2 separate regions of the Zea mays genome follow, and region 2 is linked to region 1. Evidence: chromatin contacts called from public Hi-C data. All regions are on one chromosome and are shown on one strand. The core of a region is the stretch at or near the end of the contact, and the rest is flanking DNA. Distances in the headings are between cores, read along the strand shown. Region 1 holds the start of LOC100284794 (riboflavin kinase family protein). Region 2 holds the start of LOC100280943 (50S ribosomal protein L4-like).

Region 1 (4,776 bases), core at 1,344-3,843:
CACAATCCTGATCCTCTCCACAATCTATTAGGAGCCTGTCGTTGACAAGACCTTCGTTGTTTAGTCTAACCCCCGAGTGTCCAGATGAGCTGAAGGTCTTCGGTGAGTTCCTACTATGTCCCTTCTTCATGTCTAGGGGCCTGCATTGATTGAAGTACATAAGTGTATTATCAAAATCTGAAAGATACCAAAGATTTAAGACTAAACAGTTAGCCATGATAACCAAACTGAGAAAATGTACTAATGTAAACCGAAAAATACTCATTTTGGTAACTAGGTAGGAATCGTAGTGTTAGGAGAGGATAACTTTTCGGTTTTAAGCATTTGGTAGGTTCTTTCCATACTCCAATTTGGATCAAGGATCTCATATATAAAAATGGCAGATCTGGTGCCGGAGGCTCTCACACGAGTGGGGTCTAAGGAAAGGATAAACCGAGGCAAGCCTCCCCTCCGCAAATGCAGAGAGGCTGCTTCGAATCCGCGACCTGGTGACTCATTGAGACAGCTCTCACCACTACATCGGGCTGCCATTCTAAGGAACTTATATAAAGTTCAAATAAACAAAAATAAAGTAATTGCTAACCTTCAGGGCTACCTAAGTTGCATTAGTAATAATTAGGGAACAATTAAACCAAACATGGTGGTTCTACCATTTTTTTTTAAAAAAAAACTTTGCTTGTGGCTCTACCTTATTTTTCAAACCCCATTGCACAAGTAGTCACACCTCCCTTTTGGTTGACCTGACATGGAAAACAGCCCAGCTTGGCCGCTCCTAAATCCTTCGTTCCAAATTGGAAGGTGTTCTAGCTTTGTATTAAGCCAAACTTTTCTAGCAATCTAACTTTGGCCAAGTTTATAGAAAAATGCGCAAACATATACAACAACAAACAAGGGGTACATTAGTTAAAGCATTGAAAACATTTTGACCGTGCATCTATTTGATAATGTGGATGAATATTTTTTTCTATAACTTTGATCAAAGGTAAACAAGCTTGACTTAGGACAAAACAAAACGACTTATGGTTTGAAGCAGCGGGGGTAACACCCCGTCCAATCCCTGGACCGGCGATACTTACTCCTGGTAGCTCTCTACGATCATGTATTGTCCCCACGGACCAACATGGGTCTTTTGTGCACACTTTGTCCTCACTCATGCGCACTCGAGAAAACTTTTCGGTCGGTCACCCATCACAAATTGCTCCAAGTCAGTCACGCTTAATTTAGAGGTTCTTTTGAGATAGTCTTACGAAAAAGAAGATACACCTTATTGGTATAAATACTCTATTAATTCTATTAAGCCTTAGACCAGGATATCACCATCCCAGGGGCCAGGATATCACAATCCACCCCCCTAGAAGACCGACGTCCTCGTCGGTCAACCCCAACCCAGCAACCTCCCCTCTTAGCCACGTCTATGTGTCTAGTGTCGTCAAATGACATGTCATGTGATCACTCTGGGCCCACATGCGCCATATACCCGAATCTCTAACCCACACATGCCCGTGAAACCTCGAGGGTTAGCTCTGATACCACTTATAACACCCCCATCCAATCCCTGGACCGGCGGTACTTACTCCTGGAAGCTCTCTAGGATCATATATTGTCCCCACAGACCAATACGGGTCTTTTATGCACACTTTGTCCTCACGCATGCGCACCCGAGAAAACTTCTCGGTCGGTCACTCATCCCAAATTGCTCGAAGCTAAACACGCTTAACTTAGAGATTCTTTCGAGATAGACTTCCGAAAAAGAAGATACACTTTATTGGTATGTATACTCTATTAATTTTATTAAGTCTTAGGTCAGGACATCACCATCCCAGGGTCAGGATATCACAGGTACCTGATAGAGCCTTTTGGGGGCAGCAACATGACACATTGTCTTCCCAAATTGCACAAGCATAACATAATGCTTACTATATGTTTAGATCCAACCTCTCATGTACACGAGACAAGCAAACTTCGGTTCCTTACATCAAATACAAGATTATAGTTTGCTAGCACTAGAAAGTCAAAGCACATAAATTCCCGTGCCTTTTTGAAACCTTAGTGTGGTTCGCCATAGAGGACTTAACCCCTCAATGAAATGTCAGCAGCATCCTGATGCTCAGGCTCGGATAGTCCAACAAGCTTATCCTCCCATTCCAGTATAGACAGAAATGCTCGATGGGACAGTCGTTTCGTCGAACATCTAACAAGTAAGCAACCGCGCGCTGGCACCAACCGAAAGGAATCGCGGAACAGCTCCCCTACAACAAGGACAGAAGACAGCTCGGTACCTGAAACGCCGCGCGGGCGGCAGGAGGGAGCGGGGAGGCCCGGGCGGGCCGCGCCGTGGGCAGCGGTGGAGCGGCGGCCACCGGGGAGCCGGGGACGCGGAGGGGGAAGGGGAGCGGAGGGCGCAGCCGAGCGCCGCGGCGGCCGTGGCGGCGCCCCTCTCCATACCACTCCCACCACGCACCGACTAGGCGACGACGCGGGCACTCCTGTTTCTTTTGGCAGGGGAGCTTGGCGGGCCACGTCGTCCTCTTCGACGCGAGCTGGCTGCCTGGCTGTGGCCGGTGGCTGGTGGCGGCAGCGGACACGGCCGCTGCGCTGCGGCCTGCGGGATCAAATCCGTCGACTAGGCTACAGTCGGACGATTTTCACCGTCCGCTCGATCCAATGGCGATCTCATCTCACAGACTCATCTAGCAGGCCGTATGACAGAGGCCCGAGGGCCCAGCTAAGCCCATAAAAGTATAACACAACTGCGCACACGCACGAGTTGCGCAACTCGGAACGCTCGTCGCTCGGTCCTCCTCTCAAGTCTCACCGCGCCATCGTCGTGTTCTGAAACACTGACAGCGGACACGAGATTTCCCATCCATCCTTATTCTAACTATTGTACTTATTAAAATGTCATGCACATGTCGTATAAAATACAATAGATAAAAAAAGTAAAGCCATAAAAGATTATTTTTATTCTCAATATTGACGATTACGGGCCTAATTTGGGACACTGTTTTTAAAACCACATTTACAATACCACAATTTATCGAATGTCATGATATGACACAACCATGGTGTATTTTACATCAATCTAATCTAACACCTGTTTGAAGACACAATATTTTAGTTGCACCACAGAAGAGGAAAAAAAGTAAACTGCAGCCATGCACCAGCGATTTTTTATCTAGACCAAAGTTTTTAGACCCGGAAAAAATTATGATATTGGTGAGACCATAATTTAAAATATATGCTTTCAGACATCTTTCCACCTAAATTATAATTGTATGCTCAAATACTAAAGTATTACCTTGGAACTAGAAAAATACTATGTCCCCAAACGCTATGGTCATTCTCACTATACAGTTTCATCACTATTTACAAGATACCATGTCAACATTTGTCTAAGAAACATTGTATACAGAGTTTCATCCTCGTGAAATCATCTCCTCAACCGTAAAACTCTATCATATCTATATTCATTAAATTGTATGGCAGGTTATCTTGTTTACCTATTTGGTATGTCATTTAATGACCGAGAAATGGCCTAACACTATGTAGCACTGAGTGACGGTTTGGCTTTGAGCTTTCTACTCACTTAGAGCAAGCATAATAAGAGGCTATAAACTGATTAAATGTTGAGGTGGAGGAGACTAAAGAGGAGGGAGAAGAAGCGTGTTGTAAACTTACAGCCGGCTTTGACACAAGAAACAAGAAACTTTATGAGAGAGACAATTTAGCTTCTGTGTTAATAGTAAAGCGCTAACCACTATATGAATGAGCTAAATGTTGGGCTACAAGTACCGGCAGAGGCGGACCCAAGGGGTGGGCAAGGTGGTCAATGGCCCCACCTTAATTTTTGTAATCTCTTATACTAATGTTTATATATACAATAAAATAAACAAACTTTTATATAGTAGGCGGAGCCAAATCTGATAAAAACTAGGTTTTGATCTAACCACTTCTCAGCTCACTCCCCACCTGAGCCTTTCGATTCCCTTTTCTAACGCTGGCCCACTGGTGGCTCGCTCACTCCTTTGGTCATTGACTGATCGAGTGGATAACCTAACCTTGAGAGCACCTAGAGGGGGGGTGAATAGGTGATCCTGTAAAAACTTAAACTTAAGCCACAAAAACTTGTTAAGGGTTAGTACAAGTATGGTCAAGTGGCTAGAGAGAACTCAAAACACGATAACCACAAGAAAGCAATCACAGAGTTGACACGGTGGTTATCCCGTGGTTCGGCCAAGTACAAAACTTGCCTACTCCACGTTGTGGCGTCCCAACGGACGAGAGTTGCACTCAACTCCTCTCAAGTGATCCAATGATCAACTTGAATACCACGGTGTTGTTCTTTCCTTTGATCTTTTCCCGTTTGCGAGGAATCTCCACAACTTGGAGTCTCTCGCCCTTACAATTGAGTTCACAAAGAAATACGGAGTAAGGTGGGAATGAGCAACGCACACAAGACTCGAAAATCAGAGCAACACCACGCACACAAGTCGCAACAAGAGCTCGCAACGCAACACAAAGAGTTCACAACTCCACAAGAGCTCTATATGCTATCACAATGAAACGAATGCGTGAGATTGATGTCTTGGTGCTTAGAAGAGTTGTAGGAATGCTTGATGTGCTCCTCCATGCGCCTAGGGGTCCCTTTTATAGCCCCAAGGCAGCTAGGAGCCGTTGAGAGCACATCTGGAAGGCTATCCTTGCCTTCTGTCGTCGGGCGCACCGGACAGTCCGGTGCACACCGGACACTGTCCGGTGCCCGATTTGTTTCCTTAA
Region 2 (4,994 bases), core at 654-3,153, 370 kb after region 1:
TTTTAGCAAGCTGCCACCTTACTACTCGGTGAACAATGTCCTTCCTAATTGGAACATCAAAAACATCGCCATCCAAAACCATGAAGCCCTTGTCCTCATTATGGAAGTTTGTGACCCTAGCTACCAGGTCTTCATACTGCCCTGCAATATTATAACAAGCCAGAGGAATTAAAATCCAGCATATTCTTAATTCAAAATAAAATCAACATTATTCATAAATAATTGCAATACTGCAGAAGTGAAGTTTCATTCATGAATTTTGGTCTGGTTAGATAAGAAACAGTAACCAAAGCTTTAGCTGGCAAAAGATAAAATGGTAAGTCATATGATATATCATTTGTCGTTAAAAGAAAATTCAGAAGACTAGTGTTGAGACAAATCCACTAAAATGGTGATTTGAAATTAGTCCATAGGGGAGAACTCACCAAGCTCCCGATCTGGTGTCCACACAGTCCTGCTAGAAAGGAGTTCTGGTGGAATCAACACTTCATTTGGTGGAGCCAAAAGAGTAGAATACCCATTGAAAAAGAAACCTGGCAGATTCTGGAAATGGAACAAGTATTTAAAACAAAAGGTCAATGCAGAACTCACGTGCAATCAAATATACAAAAAACACATTTTCAAACAGAGAAAGGATAAAGATTTCTTAACAGATGATTGGGTGCAACAAGTTAGATCTTGGCAAAAATATAATAAAACTTCTATGTTGAAATCTTGATACCCAAAATGCTAACAGGACAAATATGATTTATGCATTCCTGTCAAATAAGTTAATGAAAAAAACTACAGAAGATTGGAGGATGTAATAGTTGTAGCTTTCCAGCGCATGTTTCAAAGCAAGGCTGTCGCCATTTCCGTTAACAAGAACGAAATAAAACAGGTTTGGGTTCAGCAAAGCAAAAGGAAAAACAGGAACAGAAAGACAATGAGCAGAGCAAGTTTTAGGGGGCAGGTAAAGCATCTGTCATCACATGTAATCCACTAATCCAAGATATATTCAGATATAAAGTTTGATAATAAAGCCAGATGTAAAATATCTTGTCCCCGAAGGCCTTGTTGAATGGCAACTGAATGCAGCATGAGGTAAACAGACAAATTTACAGGACTAGCCGCACAAGTAACGGAATGAATGGAAGAAGCAATTGGATTAATGTTCAACTGAAAAACAGGATTGCCACCTATTACCACAACTAATGTAGCAAATTCGTAGCTGGATGTGCTAGATGTTTCTCAAGCAAGGCACCAGACACAAAATTGACACCTGTGTGTGTGCGCGTGCTTAGATTGAAAAGGGACTATACTTTCGCTTCCCATCACAAGCCTTGGCATTGAGCGATCCTTGTAAATACGCAAACTAGCACAATCCTCAAGAGTGAACATAATTGCAGTTGAGTGAAATCATCAGATGTTTGCTAAACCACTAGATTTCAATCAAGCTTGAATACTCTTTTTTTTTCCTACGAATCAGGATTCAGGCAAGTGGATGAGCAATGCTGCACCTAAACCACAACTCCAGCCTGAAGCAGGCCCATTTCCCATTCTACAAGAGACCAAGCATCCGAACGCAAGAGCAGCTGCTGCTTAACACTTGCCCACAAACAGTCGCGGCTCCGGCCCACCCGAATCCCTCTGGATTCTAGAACCACCTAGATTTGTTAATCCCTTTTGTCGAATCAGTCGAGTGGGTTTGCGATACGCCGCACCGAGGACATGGGGAAGGAGGGAGGGGTCCAGACCTTCACGAGGCAAGGGCCTACGTTCCGCGGCGGATGGTACAGCGACGCCGTAGTAGGCGCGGACCCCGCGGCGCGGCGGAGCAGCGACGCGGCGCGCGCGAGGGCCCGCATCGGGTGGGGAGAGGAGGGGCACGCGGCGGCTGGAGTTGAGCCGGCGGACTGGCGGCGGAAGGGAGCGCGGAGCCACGCACACCGATCCGCGTGGGCTGTCCCTCCCTTTTGCTTGTTCGCTTGGGCCTTTCAGCAACAGCACGCGCTCAAGCCCACACAGACTACGGCCTGCTCCCGGGCCGCGGCGCCACATGTTCATGTAGGACCGCTCGGTCGAGATGGGTGGGCCGATAGCTGCCGGTCTAGGTCTATGCCATTACGTTACGTCGTTGTTGCAGCACCGTTTACACCATAGAGTTTGGAGTAGAAGATGAAATATAAGGGTATGTACAGCGTTGTTTAACACGGCGTGTCTTATACCGTGTCTAGGGAGGTAACTGTAAAATTTCCGAAGACTCGATCCTTGGCGAAGCCACCGTTCCTCGCGCATGGCTCGAGGCAAAGATACGATGTTGTCGCTTCGTTGTACAACGCTGGTCGTCTCTTCGGCATTCGGTGCTCCCGTTCATCTGTTTGGTCATCACTTTTGCATCACTAGTCTCATCCATCCGTTTTGCCATGAATAAAAAAAAACAGGTTCTCCCGTTCGTCACCCGGCCGTCGCCGCCGCCATCCCTTCCGGCTCCACGTCCAACTGCCGTTACCCCTCTCTTCCAGATGCCCTCCCCCACCGCGAGATTCCCCATTCACGTTCCCCTTGCTGCTGGCAACAACATCCCCTCCCGAACCCCCTCCCCCGCCGGCACACACTTCACTATCCTCTGATTAGTGAAGTATGGCAACGATACGATGGACATTAGATCAATCATATATGTATATTTCATATTGCAAAATTTATCAGCTATGTGATACATTTATGTTGAAACCTCTATGTGATACATCTAATTATTGGTTTTAATTATTATCTGTGTCTGAATGCATTTTCACTCTCCTCTGATGCATTTTCATCAGCCTCTGCCCTCTGCAGACCTCTGGGCTCTCTCGTTACCTTAATTTTCTGCACCTGAATGTGAACTGTAACATCATTTCTTTTCCCACAACATGCCAAAGCAACTTCTCTAGTTCACCCCTTTGATTTTACCATATCTGCATCTCAAGCGCTACTCTGAAAATACTGTAGCATTCTGAAACTGTTGTCTAGATCCTCATCAGTTTATTCAGCAAAGTGAGTAATTCAGTTTGAGGTTCGGAGGTTCAGTTTGTTCAGCAATGCGCTACTCTGAACAGCAGTATAAAGTCAGAAAACAACGGTGTGAACCTGCAGTGTATACAAGTGCACAATGGATCAGTCACCATTTAATACGATGAATTTGAAACATTAATTAAGATGTAAGATTTTAGATATGTCTTTTTGTACTGAACTGTGTCTTAGGTGTGTTTTATACTTGGAGGACCGTGCCGTGGTATCTATATTGTACATGTCCTAAAAGCTGCTGGAGATAACTTTATTATGAAAAACTTGGACATGATATATGTTCCGAAGAACCTGCTGTCAATGCAACTATGGAAAAGCTTTACAAGAACATTGCTAGAATGGCAAAAATTTAGTTCGTTTTGTGCCCTACGAACAAGGAAGGGACGGAAGGTTTAAGACGGCGGCAGCAATAAACTCAAATAGGGATGGAAACGAGCTGAGCCGAGCCCGACGCGGCTTGGTGCAGCTACGAGGCGAGCTAGGCTCGGCTCGGTTATGTTGCAGCTTGACTGAGAGAATCGGCTCGGTAACGGCTCGCGAGACTCACACTAAATCATGTTTAGAGTATAAATTATATATTTTTTATTATATATAAAATAAAAAATTATGTATAATATTTTTTTAGACTACAATATAAGTGTATCACGTATCAAATTCAAGAAATTTAATAAAATAGTTCAAAACATAATAATAATAATATAGTATAATAGTATATTTGACGTTGTTAGCTCAGTTCTCGCAGTTCTGACGAGCCGAAGAAACAACTCGGCTCGGGCTAATTTTGGCTCGCTAGCTGGCTCGGTTCGAGACGAAGCTCACCGAGGCCGAGCCAAATTTCCACCCCTACACTCAAATTAGCTTGTCGGCGCTCGCCGCCAAGGATGCACACCACAATCGGAAGCAGCGCTAGCGCCGCTGAAGTAGTAGGTCTTGAACCCGACGAGGCGTCGATGTATGGGTTCACTGTACTATCGCCGTCACCCGCCAGCCAGACTCCCGAAGACGCGAGCTGGGGCCGCGTCGTTGCCAAGGGCTCAAGGCCGCAGTCATCATGCATGGACGACGTCGATCGATAGGGATAGGGTCCTCGGCTCGGCTCGTCAATGGTGTTGCGTCCTCTAGACTCTAGAGTACAACGCTTGCTTAACCAAATGGACACTTCTACGCCGTCGGTGGCCTCAACCCGACGGTTATCGTCTTTGCTGCCCTGCCCAACCAGCTTCCATCATGATGGAGATGGATGGATCCTCCGCTTAAGGGCTTGTTCGGTTATTCCTATCCCACGTGGATTGGATGGGATTGGAAAAAATTGTGAACGATTTTGACTTGTTTGGGATTGAAACCCATCCAATCCCACTCAATCCACATGGATTGAGAGCAAAACGAACAAGCCCTAAGCGGTTAAGCCTAATATGAAACGGAGGGAGTAGTTCAGTCTCTACCTGCAAAACTGGAAATCCGTAGCGTTCCGTTACCGTGTTTGTCACAAGGAGCTGAAGCTATCCAAGACGTACCGAACGACCTGACCTTATCGATTTTTTTTCCTCTGCCTTTTCTTGCGAAATTGATGCATCTGGGAAATTGTTGGGCAAAGCGTGGCGGTGCAGCTATGGGACAATGGACGGTATTAGCTTAGCACTTGTCTACTATTAGTAATACCTTTGTTGTCGAATATTTGACCGTTAATTTATTTTTAAACTAAACAGCGATAAATAAATAAAAAAAATTAGTACATGACTTGCAGTACTAAAAGGGTTTCGGCTATGCACTACTGAACTTTTCAGCGGCCAGGTTACTGTACTCAGCACCAGCCGGAATTGATAACTTCTCTACTAGTTTGGTCATTTTACTCATTAAAGCATCTCCACCACATTGAAAACAAGTCACCACCTTTCAACTATCAATTACTGATAAAGGAGATTCCACCAAATTGAGAATAAGTGATCGCCTTT

What was found. Hi-C and Micro-C count contacts between places; a contact is called where the count stands out from the background.
Region 2: a Hi-C map of leaf shows a contact between it and region 1, with 7 times the contacts expected there. The contact joins the promoter of LOC100280943 here to the promoter of LOC100284794 in region 1. A contact is called at or near these places in 3 of 25 Hi-C or Micro-C datasets (ear, leaf and tassel).

The regions. Positions count from the first base shown.
Region 1 is chr1:296,210,179-296,214,954 of Zm-B73-REFERENCE-NAM-5.0, forward strand. LOC100284794 (riboflavin kinase family protein) reads right to left here and starts at 2,594. Exons shown (of 5, transcript NM_001157689.2): 1 at 2,280-2,594; 2 at 1-140. The coding sequence starts at 2,443.
Region 2 is chr1:296,579,127-296,584,120 of Zm-B73-REFERENCE-NAM-5.0, forward strand. It overlaps LOC100280943 (50S ribosomal protein L4-like), which reads right to left and starts at 1,904. Exons shown (of 7, transcript NM_001374362.1): 1 at 1,737-1,904; 2 at 426-543; 3 at 1-141. The coding sequence starts at 1,847.